Linked DNA regions of Mus musculus: region 2 is linked to region 1. The links are chromatin contacts, called in public HiChIP or PLAC-seq maps. All regions are on one chromosome and are shown on one strand. The core of a region is the stretch at or near the end of the contact, and the rest is flanking DNA. Distances in the headings are between cores, read along the strand shown. Region 1 overlaps Tuft1 (tuftelin 1). Region 2 has its middle 28 kb from the start of Selenbp2.

Evidence for each region. HiChIP or PLAC-seq counts read pairs in DNA pulled down with a chosen protein or histone mark.
Region 2: a contact with region 1 is called in an H3K27ac HiChIP or PLAC-seq map of extraembryonic endoderm stem cells. The contact joins two enhancer-like sites. A contact is called at or near these places in 2 of 484 Hi-C or Micro-C datasets (the G1E-ER4 cell line and pancreatic cancer cells), 1 of 115 datasets of contacts at active chromatin or transcription factors (extraembryonic endoderm stem cells) and 1 of 9 other capture datasets (liver).

Annotation. Positions count from the first base shown.
Region 1 is chr3:94,610,737-94,616,236 of GRCm38.p6, reverse strand. Tuft1 (tuftelin 1) reads left to right here. Exons shown (of 13, transcript NM_011656.3): 11 at 384-467; 12 at 1,413-1,513; 13 at 2,046-3,484. The coding sequence ends at 2,109. Among named protein-coding and RNA genes, the nearest start is that of Snx27, 31 kb to the right of the region's middle. Within about 2 kb of position 2,221, at least 48 of the 459 cell types and tissues checked have an H3K27ac peak or open chromatin away from gene starts, as enhancers often do. A contact at or near this core is called in extraembryonic endoderm stem cells, where this site is marked.
Region 2 is chr3:94,718,328-94,723,827 of GRCm38.p6, reverse strand. It overlaps the pseudogene Gm15264. Among named protein-coding and RNA genes, the nearest start is that of Selenbp2, 28 kb to the right of the region's middle. Within about 2 kb of position 2,732, at least 5 of the 459 cell types and tissues checked have an H3K27ac peak or open chromatin away from gene starts, as enhancers often do. A contact at or near this core is called in extraembryonic endoderm stem cells, where this site is marked.

The DNA.
Region 1 (5,500 bases), core at 972-3,471:
GGTCATTTCCTCCCTTCGTGTCCGCCCCCTTTACGTGTGCCATATTTACTGCCATTTCTCATTGTCTAGAACAGTATTTGTGATGTGGTAAGCACTCAGTAAATGTTCCCTAGACAAATGAATAAATAATTTACACTATTCAGAACCAAAGGTTTTGTATCCGTTATTATGTACTTTGGCTTTGAGCCTGGCATTCCCTCTCCTCCTCCTGCGTCTGGATTCTTTAGTGATGAAAAGAAAGGATTTGTAGAAACACCAGTGAAACTGTGAGAGGGGTGGAACTGCCCTTTTAGCTCTGCTGGCTGTCTTATAACTGCGGTAGTGTTGGCAAGTGTGTGGCTAGTGTCTGCAAAATGAATGCCACATCTCTTACATCTTTGCAGCTCCAGAATTCAAAAGCTGTGATCCAGTCAAAGGATGCCACCATTCAAGAGCTCAAGGAGAAAATTGCCTATCTGGAGGCTGAGGTTTGTGTATTGAAAGCCCCAACACAGAACTGGGCTCTGAAGCATAGGCACAGGTGGGGAATTGGTCCTGTCCAGCAGCTAGTTGGAAGGAAGTATCTGGGAGCATTACTCTGTGGTCGTTGAGAGCTTCCAGGGAGAAGATGACAATGGTAAGACCTATCCTTGCCATAAAGGGCAGAGCATCGTGGTGCAAGCCACTACCATGGCACATTTTAACCATATGAGCTTACAGTGGAGCCAGGTTTGAAGGGAGAGGGCACATTCAGTGGTTGGCATCTCCTCATAGCTCTGGTAATGGGTTCAGTTGGCTACCAAGATGACTTCCTAGTCTCATTTCTGCTTTGCTGCAGCTGTTGCCTACCTTCAGATCATGTTGCAAGTCATTGTGTGAAGATCTCTGTAATAAGGGAGACAGATGAGACACAGGGTATTTAGAGAAAATATGGTCTAGAGTTAAAAATAAAACTATCGGGAAAAACTAAGCCAAACCAAAAGTATATGGGCTGGAGAGGTAGCTCAGAGGTTAAGGGCTTGCTGCTCTTCCAGAGGACTTGAGTTTGGTTCCCAGCACCCACATCTGGCTGCCCATAACCACCTATATGACCAGTTCCTGGGCACCTGACACTTCTGGACTCCAAAGACACCTGTATGCATGTGCATACACTTGCACAGACATACATATAAGTAAAAAGTAAAAGTAAAAACAAACAAAACTACAGATATTTTAAAACCTAGGCTGTTGACAAAGGCACATAACTATTTTGACTGAGGACAAGAAGCTGCATACAGGAAATACACGTAGACAGGGAGCCAGACGAGACTGGTGTTGCTTGAGGCAGAGTGTGATCTGTGGCATGCTAGTAGTCACAGGGCTGACAGGAGCATCCATGCCAGTTAAATGTAGCAAGCCAGAGAGACCCACTGTAACCCCCATTCACGTTTCAGAACTTAGAGATGCACGACCGCATGGAGCATCTAATAGAGAAGCAGGTCAGCCACGGAAACTTCAGCACACAGGCCCGTGCCAAGACAGAGAACCTGGGCAGGTAAGTGTGTGTGTGTGGGGGGGGGGGGGGGCAGGAGAACAGGAGAGCCAAGGAGCTTTGTAAAGCCTTCCTTGCCGAGGGAAGGAAGACTTAAACCCAGCTTTCTGCCCCGATTCCCGATCTGAGTTCAACAGTCTACTTTCTAGCCTGGGAGGACCATGCAAGGCTTCTGGAAGTATATGAACTCCTGAAGATTGTATATAACATTTATTTATATATTTCCCTATCACAAATTTATGTATGTGTGTATGTGTACATATATACACACACGCACGCACACACATAATACATATTTCTAGAGAAGGGTCTTTTGTTTTTAAGAGATTCACAAGAAGGCCTTAAATCTTGTAGGGAAAACCCAAGAATCTCAGCTATGTTCACCTCTCAGTTGTGTAACTACTATCTTTATCACCCTTGACACCTCAGGAGATAAGTCAGCGCTGCAGTGTAGTATTCCAGAGGTACCACAGAGGGGAGGCTCAGTGAAGCCGGGCACAGCAGCTGCTCTCAGCATTTATTCCTTTCTCTCCAGTGTCAGGATATCGAAGCCCCCCAGCCCCAAGCCTATGCCTCTCATCCGGGTGGTGGAAACCTGAGCTGCCAGGAGATGGACGTTGCCGTTGCAGTTGCCTCAGTCCTGCAGAGAAGCCCTCCTCCCTTGTAGGCGGTTGATACTGACTGACTTCCTGACTACCCTGGTAGCCGCAGGTCCTGGGCTCTTGCCCCAGGCTCTGCTTGCTGGCAGATGGGTCCGGAGCGCCTGTCTCCTCAGGACACTGCAGACCTTGGGAAGACAGTCTCCTGCTAGCAGGAACGAAGCAATACCCTTATTCTCAGTTAGTGTTTTCTCCACATAACAGAGCTTCCCTGCTGTGTGCACTGGAATCTAGCTGCCCAAAAGCCAGGCCCTTGGTAAGTCCAGAGAAGTGACAAAATTTGTCTCAGCCCAAAAAGCTAGAAGCCCAGATGCGCAGAGTGACTGGAGCGTGTCCTGGGGGAGTGACGTTCCTTCTGCAAACACAGCTCAGTTCTTAGCAACAAACTGTTTGTTTTCCGCTTGACTCCACCCTTGTGCCATGCTGACCAGGGCCTTTTCCAGACAGCCAATGGGGGATATAGTTGGCCAGGCCTGGTCTTAGCCAGGGAACCTGGCCTACTAGATAGCCTTGCCTTTTGGGGACACAGGAATGTCCATTCAGGCTGCAGTTTTGGGTAGGAAGATTCTCTGGGGCTATGAATAGTTCATGGAAGCTCCCCGTCTGTGGGTTTTCCCCTGCGGTGTCCTGAGAGGCACACCTTAGCCTCCCTAACCCAGAACTGAGAACTGTCTTCTCTGTCAGTCTCAGCAAAACTGCTACTGTATTTATTTTGCTAAGTTATTGCTGGTTTTGCTTATATCTCATAATTGATTTAGTACCAGTGTTCTGCAGCTTTCTGCCGAGGTATTTAGGTTTACCTGGACATGGGGAAAGTATCCTGGTTGGCCTCGTTGGTTTCACAGTGTCATACTAACTCCCCATGCCATCCCTCTAGCTGCTGCTTTTCCTTTCTTTCCCTAGAGTCTACCTGTATCTCAGGAGGCTCATGTCTGTCCCAGAGTGTGTGCTGTCTGGGGAATAGGGCAGTGGGGACTGTTTGGGAGGAAACAGAGGTTCTTCTAATCTCTCTGAACACTTCCACCCATAACAACCTCTATCCCAGCCCTGAATGACCCTGCAGCTCATCGTGTTCGCTATAGTGTGGTCTAGTAGCCTCATGAGTGTTCTACTTGGCTCACAACCAGAAGCCTTAAGTCTTGTGTGTTTCTGTGTCAGGACTAGACCCAGATCCTGGCTTTGTCTGTACAGTGTCCTGAGACTTCAGGCAGAACGAGTGGGTTGTACATAATCTCCGTGCCCCTTCAAATTCTTTTCCTGTCTGTGACATAGTCTTTGTATGGCAACTTTAATAAATTATGCTAACATCTCTTTGCCCCGTGGGTCTTTTACTTCTTGGGGAGAATGAGAGCACATGATACACTGTCTCTCAGAGGTAGCATCCTGTGGTCAGCATGTGAGCAGTGAATTACAACTCTCTGATTTTGATGGGTAGGTGATTGTGGTATTCAGAAAAGTTACCAGCCATCAGGCCCTGTGGTCTAACCCAAGCTTTGACCCTGTCTAGGAACCCTGTGTTTGGCCACAGTGTGTCCTGATTTGGTTATAGGTCCTAAGACTGCATGGAGGGACAGCAGTCACAGGAGAGGCACGTGAGCAGCTCACATCCTTTGCAGAAGTGAAAAGCTCTGGGAAATGCTGACTGCAACTCTTCAAGGGTTTGGTGGTTTCTGGAAGTCTCTGTTAGTACAGTGGCTTTTCTTTTCATCCCTTTCTGCCAGGAAGCTAGTGGGCTACAGAGCCAAACAAGACATAGGTGAATTTACACAAACTCTTCTGGGCCAAGGAAATGGACAACACGGTCCTGTTGCCTGATCCCTCTGGTTTCCCTTTCTCTTTCTATTGAGACTGTAACTTTTCCCCCTGCTTCAGCTGTATTCACAATACAGGCATCAAAACACTCTGGAAACATCCCGCCCCAGATGTGGCTGCGGCTCCTGACTCCTGGGTTTCTCTTGCACCGGCAGTCTTGCTTGGCGCAGGTATATCCAGACTGCTTGTGTCAGAATATTAACAGGGTGGAAGCAGGGTGGGGTTGGCAAGGATGCCGAGAAGACTGGCCTAGCTAGAGGATGCAGGAGTGAGTGTTGCCCTGCAGGAAAGGGAGGCTCTCCTGCAGGGCCTGCTGAGCTACATGGGAGGAGCAGAGATGTGGGGTAGAGATAGGAAGTGGGCAGGAGACTTTCTGGAGACCAGAAACAAGGCTCTAAGGGATCAGAAAGAAAAAAAAAGGAGAGAGAACTCTGGGGTCTGCTTTACAAGCCACGGTGAGCGGTGAGCGGCTGCTGCAAGGAATGAACGAGGCCAGGGCGGATGCAGGAGAGTAGCTGGGAAACAACAGCATCGACAGTCCTTCCAATTAGAGATGTTGGATGGGGCTGAGGAGGTGGCAAGCTCCTGGCTTCTGCTGTCTTTTATTGCCTGTGTTTTGTAGTGTTTTAAGCCAACTCCTGTGTGCTACCGAGGAGGCTTGATTTCTGCCTCTCTGGGACCTCTGCCATGAGGGCGTTAAGAGCTGCCCAGACATGCAGCCATCATTGTCAGCCTCCTATAAACCTGGGCTGCAAGCCTGGTGATGGAAAAAAAGCTCACAGGAGCGCTTGTTCCCTGCCTGCCCAACAACTGCCCATATTCCATGTCTTCATTTTTCCTTGCACTAAGCAGAAAAGAGCCTGGTAGCACATGCTGTCTCAGCCAAGAGAAGCAGATTGTTAGCCTCAGCTGCTTTGGTGATGGGGAAGGAGGACTGAAAATGTAAGGGCAACCTGCTCAACTTAGTAAGACCCTGACTTAGAATAAATAAAAAAGGAACACAGAGCATAGTGGTGCACACCTTTAACCCCAGTAATTAGGGGGCAAAGGCAGGTTGATTTCTGTGGGTTTGAGGTATACATGGTCTATATAGTGAGTTCCAGGCCAGACAGGTGTCTAATGTTCACTTTCTTTGTGTCTCTGGAGCTCTCCCTGTGTCTTTCTTGGGAGCCTCAAAAGCCCCTATCCCCTGCCTTGCTTGCCAAGAGCTGGGATTACAGGTGTGTACCACCATGCCTGGCTTTGTCCCCGTTTTAAATCACTGTTGACCATGAACTGTTCGATGAAACATTTCCACTTTGGGAAGCTGTTCTGCTTGACACCATACTTGAATGGAGGAGGATAATGCCCCCTGGGATAGAGAAGCAATGTTCCCTCTTTAGCCAGCTCCTGGTTCTGGGTGGCTGTTTTTGTGGGGCCCGTGGAATCCCCTGAGTTCTCTGATTCCTCAGAGCCAAGCTGCTGAGCTAGGGCCTGAGTCTGTTCAGGCTATGACTCAACAACAGATGTTAGCCTAGGG
Region 2 (5,500 bases), core at 1,483-3,982, 110 kb before region 1:
GTGACTCTTCCCTAAACCTGAGGCCTGTGCGTTCTCAGCTAAACTGGAGGAAGCCAGCAAGCCCTGGTGATCTTCCTGTCTGTGCCCAGCTTGGAGCTGGGGTCACAGGTACTTGTGGGGAAGCCAGCTTGTCACCTTGGTGCTAGAATCTCAACTCCAGTCCTCATGGTTTCAGAGAAGTGCTCTTAACCATTGAGTCACCATCTCTCCAGCTCCTGTAAATGAGATGCCATCTTTGGATTGCTAATTGCTAGAATATCGGGAGAGAGCCAGTTTTACACTGAGGTAGTGTCTTTTAGCCTTGCTGCTCTAGAATTGTCATCTGTGGGGTTTCTTAGGCTGTTCTCTCTGCAAGGTTACAACATCTACAAATCAGAATTGTTTACTTATTCCTTCTCAAATGGAATGCTGTTCATTACTTTATTTTCTTTCCTTACTCAAAAGAATTGCATGCTTCTTGAAGAGGACAGTGCTGTCCCATAATCTAGCAGGGTAACCATTGTAAACATTGTGCTGTATACCCTCCTAGAAATACATGTGCACTTTTTAAAAAGAGAAAATCAAATTGTGATGGTATACTCTGTTCTCTCAACCCCTCCCACACTTATAACACATTGTACCATCTTCTGTGTCTGTATCTCTTGTTTTACTGGCTGCATAATATTCCACTAAAGACTTACTAACAGTCAGAGACGTCTCCTCAGCTGGAAAATGCTGACCTATGCTGAGCAGAGCATTAAATCCCTCCCTCGGTTGGTAGTGCTTGTCTTGCATGAGTGGTGCCTGCATTTGGTCCCCAGTACTGCTACCCAGAGTAATGGGGACCCATTTTTAACTCTGCTAAGCTGAATCACCAGATAGTCACCTGGTGTGTTCCTTCCTCCTGAGTATGGGGCTATGTGTTTCTTAACTAAACAGTGCAGGTGTACTTGAAAGGGAGGTCTGGGGACAAGATGACCCATGAGAAGAACATCGACCAGCTGAAGAGTGAGGTCCAGTACATCCAGGAGGTGCGGACCCCTTTCCTTGGACGGAATACCTACATGTCCTGAACCTTAGATTTTCAGAGCTACCTTTTTTTATGGGTTCTGATGGTTTTCCCTTCTGTTCCTTTTATGTCACTTAAGTTCCCCCATGCTATGCTTTTTTTTTTTTTTTTTTTTTTTTTTTTTTTTTTTTGGAGACAGGGTTTCTCTGTGTAGCCCTGGCTGTCCTGGAACTCACTTTGTAGTCCAGGCAGGCCTCAAACTCAGAGATCTGCCTGCCTCTGCCTCCCAAGTGCTGGGATTAGAGCCGTGCACCACCACCCCCCGGCCCCTATGCTCTCCTGTGCATCAAATTATATTTATTTATACATTTTTACTTGTTACTTGGTTTTTTGAGACTGGATCTCTCTGTGAAGCCATGACTGTCCTGGAACTCTATGCCGACTGGGTTGGCCTTGAACTTAAAGAGATCTGAAAGACGCTGTCACAAAACATTTTTGACCTTTTCAATCTCATCTATTAATCAACCCACTCTGTCATCTGTTTGGTTGTAATCTCACCTTCCCCAGTCTTTCCCTGCCCCTGCCTGGCTTCTTAGCACTTACTACTGGATTCTGTAGTGCACATCTTATTTGTCTTTTGTGTCCCATGTCTTCTCAACTAGCATGTCAGCACTGCCAGAGGAGGCGATTAATATATCTGGTTTGTACAAGAGAGGTTGGGTTGTCAGCCCCATTGAACACAATTCCTCTGTCTGCAGCCACTGTTAGAACCATGCCAGACTGAGAATAATATGGGTTGGGGAAGTGACCCAAAGGTGTTTCCTTTCCCTACCCTGAATCTCAAGTGCCAGGCCTTCTTCCCCAGGCCAGGAACTGCCTGCAGAAGCTCCGGGAGGATATCAGTAGCAAGCTTGACAGGAGTCCAGGAGACCCTCTGCGTCAGCAGGAGATACAGGTACGTTGGAATGGCGCTGACTCTCAAGACATGGTCAGGAAGGGAGAGTGTATCAGGGATCTGGTTTCCTGAAAATTATCAGAGTTTGTGTTCCCAGTACATAGTCATAGACAGTCAACTATGGATGCAAACTTCTTATAAGTTGATCTTGCTGAACTTGGGTGAACCTAAGTAAAATGGAAGTCTTTTTTTTTAATAAAGATTTTTGTCTGTGTTAATTTCATCTCTCAATCAATCTCTCCCTCTCTCTCTCTCTTTCCCCATCTCTCTCTCCATTGAGATAAGGTCTTTCTGTGTAGCCCTAGCTATCCTAGAACTTACTATGTAAACCATGATGGCTTCTAACACAAAGCGATCCACTAGCCTCTGCCTTTCAAATGCTGGGATTAGAGATGGACACCACCATACCCAGCTAAGATTTATTATTTTCATTTTATATGTATGAACGTTTCCTTGCCCTTGTTTGCATACCATGCATGTGCCTAGTGTCCCAGGAGGCCAAAAGAGTGTTAGGTTCCTGGAACTGACATTAGAGATGGTTATGTGCTGCATATGGGTGCTGGGAACCAAAGTCAGGTCCTCTGCAAGTGTGGCCACCTCCTCAGTCCAAAAGTGGAAATCTTGATCCAGTCCTGCCTCAGCCCTGGACTCCTTAGGGGTTCACCATTCTTCCCCTGTGTCCCTAGCCTGGCCTAGGATGTAGGATGTGGAAGCATCAACAGTGGAGGGACAAACAGTGTATAAATCTAATCTGAGAGGCTAGTGTGGGATTCTAGCTGTTTCAAAGTTCCAGGAAAGGAGTGTTCTCAGAAGTAGGGAATGCCTTGTCGACCTCTCACTTGGGCTCCTGAGATCAGACTTCTGTCTCCTTTGTTTGCCTTTTGGTTTGAGTCAGATGGCCTTTCTCCAGAAGCCTCCTCCCTGTCGGGAAGGGAACAGTGGCCTAGTAGCTGGTGCAGGGTGGGTTCCTTGTTGTCTTGACTGGGTTTCCTGTTGTGACTGTTTCCACCTTTACTTTGCCTTAGCTGAAGCAGCACTGCAGAGGCAGTTGTCACACCTGTCTGGTGAGAGGCACCAGAGTATTGTGTGCAGAGTCAGGCCACAAAGCCCAGGCCTCTTGTTGGCACAGATAGCAGTCGTCGTGTGGTGAGCAGTCTGGCTTTGGGTTAGATAGGATCATAGCAAAAGCTTTCTTTTTGATGGATGCTTGGTCAAAACCTGTCAGGATCCCCACCACAGAGAGCGCAGTGTTTATGGCAGGCAGCAGCTTGTACTCCTGGGAGGGACGAGTCTCACACGGTTTCCAGTCCACTGCAGGCATTAGCCTGAGGTCTGTTTCGTCCACCCCACAGGTTATAGTTCCCTCAAGGCCATTTTCCGACCCTCTACTTTCTGTTTTCTCGTGGAGCAGTGGAAATCTGTCTCCCTCCCTTGCTCCTCTCCTCTCTTCTGTTTGTCTCCATTCCACCCTTTTCCTGCTTCCCACTTCTTCCCTCCTTTTCCCCCCCTCTCTCTTTCCCTATAAGATTAAAAAATGTTTTCACCTTTATTTTGCATGTGAGCCAGCACACATGTAAATGTGTATGTGCATGCACTTATGCCACAACACACATGTGGATGTCAAGGGACAACTTGTGGGAGTTCTGGGGATTGAACTCAGATTGTCAGATTTGGTGGCAAGTGCCTCTGGGCCATCTCGCTGGTTTGTACCATTTGACGTCTTAGAAATATAATGCTTCAAAATTCTTTGCTTGGTTAAATTGTTTTTAACTCCTGATTTTATTTTCTTTTAACAGGTGGTACTAGAAAAGCCAAATGGCTTTAGTCAGAGTCCCATGACTCTCTACAGTAGCCCACCTGAGGTAGGTAACAGGGCTGGCCATCCCACCTCATACTTATTTGGTATAAAAAGTAAACAACAAAGACAAAAAAGGCAAAAATACCCTAAGCTAACTGCTTAGAAGCAACGACTGTTGGTAGGGGGGGTCCTCCTACAGCATCATCTCTGATTGGCTGCTCCTTGGATGAACAATGAAAGCTTTAAAGGAGTTGATGCCTTGGTCCTCTCCCAGGAGATGAGGACAACTGTTCTGAGGTGTGGTCTGAGCAGGAGGACTTTATTTTAATGTTCATGAGTATTTTTCGAGTGTGCCACATTTATGTCCCACAGAGGGTCGAAGAGGTTGTTTGATCTCCTGGAACTAGTGTCTCAGACAGATGTGAACCATTATGTAAATGCTGGGAGCTGAACTTGGATCCTCCTTGGTGGGGACAGGAGGTGTGGCAGGAATAACTCTTAACTGCTAAGCCATCTCTCCAGCCTAGCATCAGGTGGAAAGCAGAGGTGGGATTCCTGGAGTAAACTCGCTAGCAAGGATAGTGGTATTGGTAAGGTAAGCTCTGTGTTGGATTGGGAGATCCTGTCTCAGAAAGTGGAAGAGTTGGTGAAGGATTTGTGACATCAGCCTCAGACCTCCATGCATGTGCACACAGGTGCACAAACACACCCTCATATATGCGAACACACATCTCCTCTCTCTTTCCCTCTCCCTCCTCCCTACCCCCTCGCTGACATACACACACACACACATACACACACACACTCACACTTGCCTAAGTTGGGTGGGGGGACAACCTGCTGTTTTTGGTTTTTTGAGATAAAGTCTATGAAGCCCCGGCTATCCTGAAACTAGATTGTAGACGAGGCTGTTGTCAAACTCACTGAGCTCTGCCTGTCTCTACCTTCCAAGGGCTGGGATTAAAGGCGTGAAGCCTGTGCCGCTGCACCTGGTTGGGGTTTTGAATCTCGGGCCTTTGTGTACTTGGAGCAGACACTTCACCACAGAGCTGCATGAACAGCTCAAAAAGTGGGGAGAAAGCCGGGCATGGTGGTGCATGCCTTTAATCCCAGCCGTGAGTGGGCAGAGGCAGGCGGATTTCTGAGTTCGAGGCCAGCCTGGTCTACAAAGTGAGTTCCAGGACAGCCAGGGCTACACAGAGAAACCCTGTCTCGAAACAAAACAAAACAAAACAAAACAAGGAAACAAACGAAAAAAGCTGGGAGAAAAGTTCCCTTCTACATCCTAACCAGCCACAAATGATCTGGTTTCTCTGTATCTTACCAGTTTATTTCCTCCTCTTCTCCTCCTCCCCCCTCCTTCTCACCATCCTCACTTTGGTGCTGAAAATTGAAGCTGTCCTATGGTTGTAAATGCACTCCATCACTGAGAGATTGTCATGGAGTTTGAGATCACCGGGAAACAATCACACCAGACTCAATTCAGATTATAATTTGCCAGATTTATTAAAGCTGCCAGCAGGTTGCAGTCTCTAATCCAATTCAGAGTTGTGCTGCCCAGAGCAGGGTAAGGAGAAAATCACAATTACTTCATTTCTGAAGAATTCCAGCTATGTGAGGAACTGCCTTACTCTCTGTCCCCTGCACAGAGATAAGTGAGTTTACAGAAGCCAGAGCAAACAGTTAATCATTTTACAACAGACACACAATTCTGAGAAGGGGCAGGGAGTCAGGGAATTTATCTGTTAGGAATTTAGAA